Linked DNA regions of Arachis hypogaea: region 1 is linked to region 2. A link is a contact called in public Hi-C data. All regions are on one chromosome and are shown on one strand. The core of a region is the stretch at or near the end of the contact, and the rest is flanking DNA. Distances in the headings are between cores, read along the strand shown. Region 1 holds the start of LOC112702437 (coronatine-insensitive protein 1). Region 2 has its middle 29 kb from the start of LOC112702434.

Evidence for each region. Hi-C and Micro-C count contacts between places; a contact is called where the count stands out from the background.
Region 1: a Hi-C map of leaf shows a contact between it and region 2, with 2.8 times the contacts expected there. The contact joins the promoter of LOC112702437 here to the enhancer-like site in region 2. A contact is called at or near these places in 2 of 8 Hi-C or Micro-C datasets (both in leaf).

The regions. Positions count from the first base shown.
Region 1 is chr7:11,033,625-11,036,649 of arahy.Tifrunner.gnm2.J5K5, reverse strand. It overlaps LOC112702437 (coronatine-insensitive protein 1), which reads right to left and starts at 1,417. Exons shown (of 3, transcript XM_025753450.3): 1 at 258-1,417. The coding sequence starts at 784.
Region 2 is chr7:10,968,501-10,971,371 of arahy.Tifrunner.gnm2.J5K5, reverse strand. No RefSeq gene overlaps it. Among protein-coding and RNA genes, the nearest start is that of LOC112702434, 29 kb to the right of the region's middle. Within about 2 kb of position 1,456, at least 2 of the 3 cell types and tissues checked have open chromatin away from gene starts, as enhancers often do.

The DNA of each region.
Region 1 (3,025 bases), core at 168-2,667, 65 kb before region 2:
GTTTCCAATAAGAAGAAGAGTTAAACAAAAAGTTATTTCCTTTTAAACTATTACATTCATGCAATTATTATAATATAAAATAAAATTAGTACTACTTTTTCCTTGTTTAGTTCCTTAATCCAGACACTCCTTAATAGAAAGTTAGAGAGATTAAAAAACTGCATTCATTAACAGTAAACATTAAATGAAGCTCAAATCATCAAAGAACAAAATTAAATTAAAGAAAAGGATTAATTAGATAGTTAGTTAGTTATTACCTGCAAAATCTGCCAATATAGTAGAGTCCATCAGTGGAGAAGCCAGAACACTTATCAAGCTTAAGAGCTTGAAGAACATGGCCTCTGGAACGAGCAAGAAGCTCAAGATCCATATCCCTAACGATCATTCGTCGAAAGTGAAGGCTCTTAAGGCAATCGAAGTAGTGAGAGATCTCTTTAACCCAAGGAGTAACGAAACCGCCCCAATCCTCAGGTATGAGGTTGAACATGGCGGCGCGTGGCTTTCCTTTGAGCTTCAGGGACTCCAAGTGGGGGAAGCGGCGGCGGAGCCTGTCCGGTGACGTGGTGTAGCAGAGCGCGATGGTCACGTGCTTCCGAGTCAGTGAGTCCAGCTCGTACCACCGCCGGCACACCTGCGACACGGCGTCGCGGTCCTTCGGGTCGTGGATGTACGGCATCACTATGTCCAACACCACGTCCGACAGCCTCGTACTTATCATCGCCTCCATCCTCTTCTTGTTGCTCCCTCCGCCGCCGCCGCCGCCGTCTTCCTCCATCGACGCCATCAAGCGTGGACGGCCAATTTTCTAACGTGTTGGAAGATCTCGACTTATTGGATGCAGATCGGTGTCGGGTGGAAAGAAATTAAAAAAAAAAAAACAAAAACAAACAGCTCAGGGGATTCACACGATTTTTCTATTCTGTTCTTTTTTTTTTTTTTAATTTAATGCTTTGGTTGTGTTATTGAGCTACGGGGGAGGTTGAAACAGTTGAAACTTAAACCTCTTGAGAAGGTGAAGTTGACACGTGGTGAAGCGTGGAAGCGTGGGAATGGAGCGCCGCAAAAATGGGTTTAGGACGTGGAAGGAGGAGGAGAGATAATGAAAGGGTGAGTTTTTAGGGTTGAAGAAGAGGAAAGGGGACGAGGCGGGGAATCGGAGAAGAAGAAGAGATTGGAGAAGGGACGGTGGAGATTGAGAGTTGGGAAGTGTTGTCTGACAATGGAGAGGGGATTAGATCGGAGGTTGAGAAGGAAAAGAAGGAAGGGATTAGTGAAGTGAGTGGTACAGTACATTTATTAGGTAACAAATTTGGGATATCGAAGGATTTAACGGAGTGAGGTGAGAGATAAAAGCCCAAGGAAAATTTGGAGTACTGCGTAAACACAATAACGACAAATATCCCAACTCCCAGCTTCTAACTTCTAGCAACAACACTTAACTCCCTCTGTAAAAGTAACACCCTATCTATGTAATCATCTAGAAGACTTGTAATTATTTAGTTTTATCGGCTATGGTGAATCATCATGTGTGCTAAGCTACATTCTTCTTCTATTATTATTATTATTATTAAGATGATGTTATTTTGGTTTAATTCTTATTTATTATTAATATAAAGAAATATTTTTAATTGTGTATTATTAAATTTATTATCTCTTTTTTTGAATTATTTTATTTAATATGTTTTTTTCTGTCTAATTAGTACTATTTCAGAGTTTTTTTGAAACTTTTTTAGTATTATAAAATAATTGACAAATTTAGACGAAGAAATATTTTATAACACTAATATAGTTTGACAATTGCAAATATTTAAATACATTTTTTAATATATATACTAAAAGTAACATTATATCAAGACAATTAGGGATGCACATCGATCGGATAATATCCGCATATTCGCGGTAATTATTCGCATCCAATTCGAATTTTACGGATATTATCCGATCCGCACTATGGTAGAATCGGATTGCAGATTTGGCAGTGATTCGCATATTCGCATGTCTCATATAAATAGTATAGTTTATTATATCTTGTTTTTAATTTTTTATGTTCTACTTCAACTTAAAATAATTAAACTTAGATCTTGTATTATTTTTTTTTGTTTTCTTCAAGAAAACTTTTACTGATAATATTTTAGGAGTAAATAAATTTAAACAAGTGAAAAATAGATTTTTTAGACCTTTTTTGTAAAAACAGCTAAATAGAACCTTAAAATAGTTTTTTTGTAATTATACGGATATACCCGATATCCGATCCAATACACAAATATGCGAATTGGATCGGATCGGATCCAACCTAAAAATCTGCGAATGTTATATTCGATCCGATTCGATGAGTACAATGCAGATCGGATAGAATTATAGGTTATATCCAATCCGATCCGATCCGTGTACAACCTAAAGACAATGTGTTTACCACTATAGTTTGATATATATCTACATAATAATTTTAATAGTTTTACGTATGTGCTATAATATAATCATAAAAGACAATAATACATGAATATCTATTTTTCCAAAGGGAAAAAATTCTTATTTATATGTAAACACAACAAATAATTATATATTAATATAAAACTCTTTTAAATATTACACCAGAACTAAATTTTCCTTTCTAATTTTCAAGGATTAGATTGTTCCACATATATATATTACTTTTTTCTTTAAGATAATTTAATGTTTAAACATTGTTTTCTTTCAAATATCATCATAGTACAATCTTTTTTTAATGCTTTTGAATCATTAAACACCTAAACATTTATCATGGAAGGAAAATTAACCAGTAACCACTACAAAACCCCAATTCCATTCTAATCAATAATTGCGGGCTTTCCAAATTCAAGCCTTGCTATTTGCGGTCATATTCCCTCGTCGTATATATATAAAATAAAAACTTCTTCATCCCTGTATATAATATTCCTAATTTTTACAATTGGACTCCATACTTAGGATAATATTTATATGTCTCTCCATCTAATAAGTCCATCCTTTTGGAATCTAATTCATTCTCAAATCTCCTAATTCTCAA
Region 2 (2,871 bases), core at 207-2,706:
TATTAGAGAGAAAAAAATCAGTGGGTCCTACCAATTTTTTTTTATCTTTTTTTTCCTTCTCTAATCTCTCTTCATAACCAAACAATGAAAAATGATCATTTTTTTTCTCTTTTCTTTTTTCCATTTTCTTTCCTTTCATTTTTTCTTCAAACAAACATAGTGTAAGAGGTTGTCTTCTGTCTCTGATTCCCTACACTGTGATTTCTAATCTTATGATAAGATTATAGAAAAATTGTTAAGTATATTAGTATATCCGTGTTTTAGTAAATTTTAATCGTTGATTTTAATTATATATAATATATATTTTTTATAATTAAAATCAACGATTAAAGTTCTTGATATCCTAGTATACCGATATATTTAAAAGTTTTTTAAAATTATAATAGATATAAACCAAAAGTATGGGTTAATTGTTTGACAAAAAAAGTCAAAAATAGGACACTGTATATGTCAATCCATTATATTTTAAGACTAATTTTACAATATTTATAAGTTAGTGTCTAAATTTTATTTAAATTATCTTTTATAATAAATTTTAAATTTTAAAAATTATTTATTTATATATTTTTTAAATTAAATATTAATTTTTAATTTTTTTAATAAATTAAACATAACTTTTCAGACATCATAATAATCATCATATTTCAATCAATATCTTAATTTAAAGACTATAATATTTATTTTTATCTATAGTGATTAATATAATATTTAAAAAATAATATCTAACTTGTTAAAAAAATTAAAAATTAATATTTAATTTATAAAAATATTTTTTAAATATTTAAAAATAACACTAAATAATAGACGCTATAAAATTGATCTTCGTGTATATTCTACTCCATAGTCCATAGGAGGTTCTAGACTATACACCTTAGCATATTAGGTTAATAATGCTTCACCAACTACTAGGTGCCGTTTCATGGAGACAAAGACCTCACTAGTGACTAAGTGGTCCTCCACTTAGAGGACACCAATTTCTTATTATATATATAACTTCTTGGAAAAAAAAAGGTTTAATTTTGATCTCTAAAATTATAAATGCATTTATTTTATTCCTTAAAAATTTTAAATACTAATTTATTTAAAAAAGTTATATGTTATAGGTTGTTTTAACTTATGATAATTTATGTTCTTAGTTAATGGAAAAAGATTGCATTGGAACCTATTTTTTTCCGGTTAACATTTAACTAGTCTTTCTCTTTTTTCTTTTTTTTTTTCTTTTTACAATAACAACTCAAACATTCAATTCTTACTTATTCACTATTTTTTTGTTTAAAAACAAGTTGATGTTTTAGCAAAACGGGGGTGTAAAAATTAAATTTATACTTTTGAAAATTTAAATATCAAAATAAGATATATTGATACTAGAATATACCATAAAGTTGCAATGATACGTTAAGAGAGAAGAAGAAGAAGAAAGAAATACGTCAAAATTCAAAACGATCCTTTTAATCTGATTAAGACATCTTAACTATGTGTCCCCTCTTATGTGGTGTAGGAATTAATAAAGCTTACTTGTTCAATTTCTGGTGTAAAATCTTTTTGAGGAATCTGGATTTGTTTTTTTGCTTTTGTCCATACATACATTAGAATTCAAGAGTATTATAAAAGAGGAGTGTTAGCAACAGTAACTTTTGTATTTTATAATTATTAATTGATTATTAATAATATTTTTAATGGTATGAGATTTAATCTAATAATGAGAGATTATTTATTTTTTTTATAGTTAAACGCTGATCATAAAATACAAAAATTATTGAATCTTAGACTTTCGTATTATGAAATATAATAAGTATAATGTTATTGCAAGAGCAATCATTTAATTTGCTACGGGAATAAACTATTAACAGAAAATTGATGATGATACCTAGTCAAAGCAATATAATTTTATTTTATTTTTATTATTTTCTTTTATCAATCTTTTGTTCTTCATAAGATGTTTCTTTAATTTTGTCCATGTCCCGGCTACTCTTCACTGAGAAATGATGTAGCATGGAACAAAAACATTTTGAAACCGCCGCAACCAAGGATAAAAAAATCGGTTAGGAAAATAATTTTTCTAATCAATATTTAGTTAAGATTTCTGCTAGATAAACAATACGGTGCGAATAATATGAGCAATGAGCTGCATTTCGGACCTATTAAAATAGAAAAAAATATAAAAAAATAACATTTTTTTTAAATAATGTAAACAATAAGTAAAAAAAAAAGTTAAATTGTTTGCTAAACGAATTAGTTTCTAATTTTTTTTTCTAAAGAAAATCTCACAATATTCCAATGCATTTCTTACTGTGTTCGCTTGAAATGCAAAAGCTATTAGTTAGAAGTATATGAGAGTTCATAATGACCTTTACTTTCTAAGGTATAGTACCAGCTTTAAAATAAGAAATTATATTTGTATAATTCTTTTATATATTATTAAATACACATTTTTTTATTCATAAAATATAAATTTTTTTTTCTCTCAACACTTATTAATTATTTTAATATCAAGAGTGGTAAATGTAGTATAAATGGTACATATAATATAATATAATTGTTACGATGGATAATCGGAGATGAATGGGCTGAACTGGTAAAATTGGCCTAATCGTCTGTTGGAGGAGATCTCTGACTTGATTCGCGTCAGAGAGCTGTCGTCCAACTTGTATGTATGAAAGAATGGGGGGTGGTACCTGCAAGGACACTCCGATGCCTAAGTCAGCAAAGGACTTTACAGGTTTATAGAGTATTGGAACTTAGAGATACCTGAGGGGTGTCAGTGTATTTATAGTGGTGAACCAATAACCACCGTTGAAATAGTTTCACCTTTTAAGGAGGATAACCGTCCTTTTATTTTAGGAAAGTTGAGATATGGCTCCTGGAAGTGGG